Regions from separate parts of the Podarcis muralis genome. Here region 1 is linked to region 2. Evidence: chromatin contacts called from public Hi-C data. All regions are on one chromosome and are shown on one strand. The core of a region is the stretch at or near the end of the contact, and the rest is flanking DNA. Distances in the headings are between cores, read along the strand shown.

Region 1 (2,700 bases), core at 83-2,582, 240 kb after region 2:
GTTAGACCAAATGATACACCAGAACGTTTAGCACAGGTGACACCACCTAAAAGATGGAATGTGTATGCACACCTACCACCCCCATGCTAATTGTTACCTCTTCCTTGGGAGATTGTGTATCTATGTAACTACTTGAGACTGTGTTTGAATGTTTCCCTTTCTATACATGAAAAGCTAACGTCAATAAGATGAGTCATCTACCTGATTTACTCATGATCCAAATGTGCAAAGAACGCACTTGCAGTTGGACCCTGCTACAGTCGAGAAAGGACTGTATTACATGTTATTTCTGTACATATAAATTTTCAGTGACAACACCCTTCTAGTCGACATAACTTTTTTCCACATGGATCACTTGAAAATTTTTGAGGGTCTTGACAGACCACTTGATGATTTTCCTGACTGTTGTAGTAGTTGTAATGTGCTGTGCTAGATGCTGTATAATATTAGTTGTATTTTACTGCTTCTTTTATGTCTTATTACCTTGTATGTCCATAACATTGAAACTGTAATACAAAAAACACAATGTAAGAAATAAAAGCAATAAAAATACCATTAAAATCAACATGAATATTTTATGTGATTGATGTCTGTTGCCTTCAACCACAAATTGATAGACACACTGTGGACCACATGAATGAAACTTGCAGACCACTTGTGGTCCATGGACCACAGTTTAGGAACTCCTGACATAATGACTGCATAACAGGTAAGGAGTTGCAAAGAGCACCCATTCCTCATAGCAAGATTGTACCCTCCCTTGTGCAAATTGTATATTGCGCTGTTTGTGTCGATTGAGGGTTTTCCTGCTACAATAAAGAGATAATGTAGTGCCACACAGTTAGAAGTTGTTTAAAAAGCTCAGAAGTGATCCTGTTGTGAGGCAAGATGAAGAGGGTGCCTCAACGGGCATATTTTGGGCACTGTTAAAAAGTGGCATCAGAGTGGGATATTTGATTTACAGGACACAATAATTTGAGCTCTGTCCATAGAGCATGAGACTCTTAATCCCAGGATCATGGGTTTGAGCCCCACACTGGGTGAAACATTCCTGCATTGCATGGGGTTGGACTAGATGACCCTCATGATCCCTTCCAACTCTACTGTTCTCCTGTGCAAGCTGCACTGAGGTGTGGGAGCTAGTGGGGTTGTCCCCCCTCCAGATACCGAAGTATCTTGGTCCGGGAGCCCCCCACCTCGGCCTAAGATCCTTTAACCCTCTTGTTTCCAACAACCCCGCGTCAGGGGGCAGTCTGCGGCTTATACTGTAAGTCCTTGCAAGGCATTTGAAACTTTACAAAGCAGCCTTGCTAAGTGAGGAACTTGGAAGATGCAGGAATTGCACATTATGGTACTCGGTGCAAGTGGCTCTTTCCTGCTTCCTGGGGCCATGTCTTGAGCACACCACTCCTTATACGCGAAAGAGCATCCAAGGCAGCAGCAGCAGCAATAAGAACTGCGGAGCCAAGTGAGCCTCACGAAATCAGAAAGAGGACAATCCCAACGGACAAGTTTCGCAGGGAGCTGAGAGACTCCCAGCCTATTTTCTGAGGGGAAAGATCCACGGTATTCATTGCTATTTACTTCCCAGATTGCCCTGCTAAGTTTCCTTAGAGGCTGGAATGGTGGGGCAGAGCGGCGGCTGCAGCCGGTTTTTGAAATGTAACTTTTTTCAAAGCGAAGAGCAAGTTCTCTCAGAGCGCCGGTCGGCTGAGGTAACGCCCGCCCTTCTGTTACCGAGAGAAAAGCGAGGGGGAGACGGGAAAGTCCCACCGCCCCTTCCTCCTCCTCCTCCTCCCTGAGGTGGGGCCGGCCGGCCTCTGAGGAGGGCGGGGGGAGGGGGTTGCAGGGAGGAACGTCTCCGCGCTCTGCGCTACTTTGTCCCTACGAGGCCCCTGTACTACCCGCGGTGCCCAGGCTGGGCGGCTGTGGAGAAAAGTTTCTGCATGCGCGAAGGGGCTGAAGAGCCGGCCGGGGACCGAGAGGCGGGAAAAAGCCGCCACGGCAGGGCCGCGGGGTCGGTGAGGTGTGTGCGTTTGCCGCTGCGAAGCGAGGGGCGAGAGGGGGAAGGAGGGAGGGAGCCAGGGAGGGAGGCTGCAAGTTGTCCGGTTGCCATGACGACGAAGAGGATGCCGGCTGCGTTTGGGCGCCCGCAGCGGCCGCTTCCAGGGAGGGGAGCGCAGCATCTCCGCCGCTTGTGGGCGCTTTTCGGGGCTGCCGGGCGAAGGAGGGACCTGCTTGTGTTTTTGTCAGCCAGCTTCCTTTGGGGTCCCTCACAATCCGCGCGTGTGACCCGCTGGGTCACTTATTCGGAGATTCTGCCGTGTTATCCGTTCTCAGAGGGGCCGGCCGGGTTAGGCTGCAGCAGCAAAAGCAACGTAGAGGCTGGTGGCAGCTTACTCTGCTATTATAGTTTAATAAATCGATCTAAAGCGTTGCATGAATATATACGCGGGGTAGGCAGGTTTGTGGAGGACGGAGGAGAGGTACATCTCCTCTGGCAGTGATGTTGCAGCCTTAAACGCACCTGTTATTTATTCATTTGATTTATTTATAAAAGCACTTATACACTGCTATAGCGTAAGCCATCTCCAACCAGTTTACAGCAATAGTATCTTCACAGAATAAAAGTGCATTAAAAATTAAAATCAGATGTATTCTTAATTGCCTGTGTAAGCTTGGTAGCAGAGAAAGGTTTTC
Region 2 (2,830 bases), core at 230-2,729:
ATACAAAAAGGGAGGTGTGAGGAGGTCGATGAAACAAGTAAATGAAAGATTAAGATATGGAATATTGGATGTGTGTTTTTTATTGCTGTATTGTTGTATTGGTTTTTATGGTTTTTTGGGTCTTTTTTATGTATTGTAATGTATGCTTTGTTAAATTTTTTTGTTGTTTTCTTTTCTTCTTTTCTCTGTAATTTTAAAACTTCTAATAAATATCATTAAAAAAAAAAAGGAGCATGATGCGTCCCCCACCAGAGGTACTACCCTGCCCCTAACATTCCATACACCCAGTATAGCTAATATAATGTTTGATTTATTTATTAAAATTGTATCCTCCCTTCTACCCAAAGGAGCCCAGGAAGGCAAATAGGTTGCGGTGTGTTCTTGGTTGGGGTGGGTGTGTGGTATTCACAGCATTTTTTCCCCCCTGATTTGCAAATGTGCCCATGGGTCCAACAGGGTTGGTAGCCCTGAAGGCGGTGGATTCTCCTAAAGAGATATATTTTTAAGCGGAGGCTGGCTGACCACCTATCAGGGATGCTATTAACACAGTGAGAGCTGGACCATAAAGAAGGCTGATCGCCGAAGAATTGATGCTTTTGAATTATGGTGCTGGAGAAGACTCTTGAGAGTCCCATGGACTGCAAGAAGATCAAACGCACCCATTCTTAAGGAAATCAGCCCTGAGTGCTCACTGGAAGGACAGATCGTGAAGATGAGGCTCCAATACTTTGGCCACCTCATGAGAAGAGAAGACTCCCTGGAGAAGACACTGATGCTGGGAAAGATGGAGGGCACAAGGAGAAGGGGGTGACAGAGGACGAGATGGTTGGATAGTGTTTTCGAGGTTACCAGCATGAGTTTGACCAAACTGCGGGAGGTAGTGGAGGACAGAGGTGCCTGGCGTGCTCTGGTCCATGGGGTCACGAAGAGTCGGACACGACTAAACGACTAAACAACAATTAACACAGCAGATTTCCTCCATCTCCTGGCGGGTGACAATAGATGACCTTGGAGGTCCCTCCCAACTCTTAGGATCCGTTGATATGGATCGACTTGGTCGTCAAATAACTGATCAACCAAGAGCTTGCGGGGGGCGAGAGGGCGCCCGGCAGTGTGAACCGGAACTCGCGTTGGCGCGCAAAAAAAATGAAGGAGAACCCGGCGTCTCCAAAGGGTGAACGGCGAGCGAGGAAACTTTAAAGCTGCCGGCGGCTCCAACGAGGGCCCCCCTCCCCGCTTCCCCGTTTTCATGCATAAGAAGCGATCCACTTTTTCCTCGTGATTGGAACCAGATGCTCCTCAGCAGGGAGAGCTTTTATTGCGACGGCTGCGGGGGGGGGGGGGGTTAGGGCTGGATCGGGGGACGGTCGCGAGTGGCTTCTCACGCTCTTTCGTTCGCCTCAGGTGAGCGCCACTCGTGACCCCCCCCCCCACCGAGACCCCGTGAAAACTCAGCAAACAGACTCCTGCTACGAAGCTCGGGGGCTGGAGACCCCTTCCTCCCAGTTCCAGCTTGATCCTGTGAGCCAAGAGCGGAGAATAGTCCCCCGCCCCCCGTTTCCTTGGGATGAGAGTCTGAGGGAGAGAGGAAGTTGGGAAGCTCGCCGTGGTCTGGCAACGGCCGGGGCTTCCCGCTCTGGACCGCCCGCCACCGCCCCCTCGGCCGTCGTGGGCTAAGGCGGGCTGCGGCAGAAGCCCTCTCGCCCCAGGGAGCCGCTTTCGTTGCCGGCCGCCGGGTTACTGGATCCCATTAATCTCCCGCACTGGCCCTCGCTGTCTCCACTTCCTGTCTTGGCATATTTCTCTGTCTCGCCCTCCCCTCCCCCCGCGCGTTTCCAGATTCTCTTTTAGGAAAAAAAAGCGAGGGAGGTTGAGGGGGGGGGGGGGAGAAGAGAGAGAGAGAGTTGCATCTGGCCAAGCGAAGAGATCAGAACTGGAGGCGATCTCCGGCGAGCTGCAACAGCTGGACTCGACATCTGCACTTCTTCCAGCGCAGGGCAGCAGCCCAGGTAAGGGAGAAGGAGAGACGCCGGGCTCTGGCTGGCGGGGCGGCCCGAGAGGGTCTCTCTCGTTTCCTACACACGGGAGAGCCCAGGAGGCGATTGCAGTTGCCATCTGGAAGGCTTCGGGTTTCGCTTTTTCCAGGGAATGGGGAGGGGAGAAGCTTCTTCTGCGGCGCTCCTCAGGGAAAGGGCTGCCTGCGTCTCTGCGGCTGAGACAGCGCTTGGACGGGGCGAGCGCCCGGCAGTTCTCTGGGAAGAACAATAGATCCACCTCGGCGCGAAGGGAAGAGGAGGGACGCCGGGCAGGCGAGCCCCCCCCCCCCCGGAGATCCACCTTTGGGTCTTCCTTGCATGCGACCCGGGGCTCGGACTTTGCTTGCTTGCTCGTAATGTTCGGGTTGTTTCGGGGTATTTTCTAGCTCTTTGCTTGGAGGGGGTTCAGGGCACCTTCGAGATGAGGAAGGAGGGAGCGTATTCTTTCTCCCCTTCCCATAAATCGACTTGCACTGCCCGGTTTAGGAGGATAGGTGGCGCTTACGCACCGTGCTCACCCCTTTCGCCAGCTGTTTCTCACCGATAACACGTCTGGGAAGAAAACTTTTTTTTTAAAAAAAGATTCTTTTGATTCCGGGGATCTGCCTATAAATGTTATTGATATCTGGACCCATCCGCTATTATTTAGTCAGATATAGAAATGAATGAGTACTGACACCCAAGCGACATACCACAAAAGACAGCATTACTGTATATTGAATTTTACAAACAAATGGCAAAGCAGCTTCTTCCTTCCTTCCTTCTCTCCCTCCCTCCCTCCCTCTTTCCCTCCA

What was found. Hi-C and Micro-C count contacts between places; a contact is called where the count stands out from the background.
Region 1: a Hi-C map of blood shows a contact between it and region 2, with 4 times the contacts expected there. The contact joins the promoter of STK33 here to the promoter of DENND2B in region 2. A contact is called at or near these places in 2 of 3 Hi-C or Micro-C datasets (blood and tail).

What each region holds. Positions count from the first base shown.
Region 1 is chr1:69,141,245-69,143,944 of rPodMur119.hap1.1, forward strand. It overlaps STK33 (serine/threonine kinase 33), which reads left to right and starts at 1,333. Exons shown (of 16, transcript XM_028732017.2): 1 at 1,333-1,566.
Region 2 is chr1:68,904,561-68,907,390 of rPodMur119.hap1.1, forward strand. DENND2B (DENN domain containing 2B) reads left to right here and starts at 1,480. Exons shown (of 21, transcript XM_077930615.1): 1 at 1,480-2,009.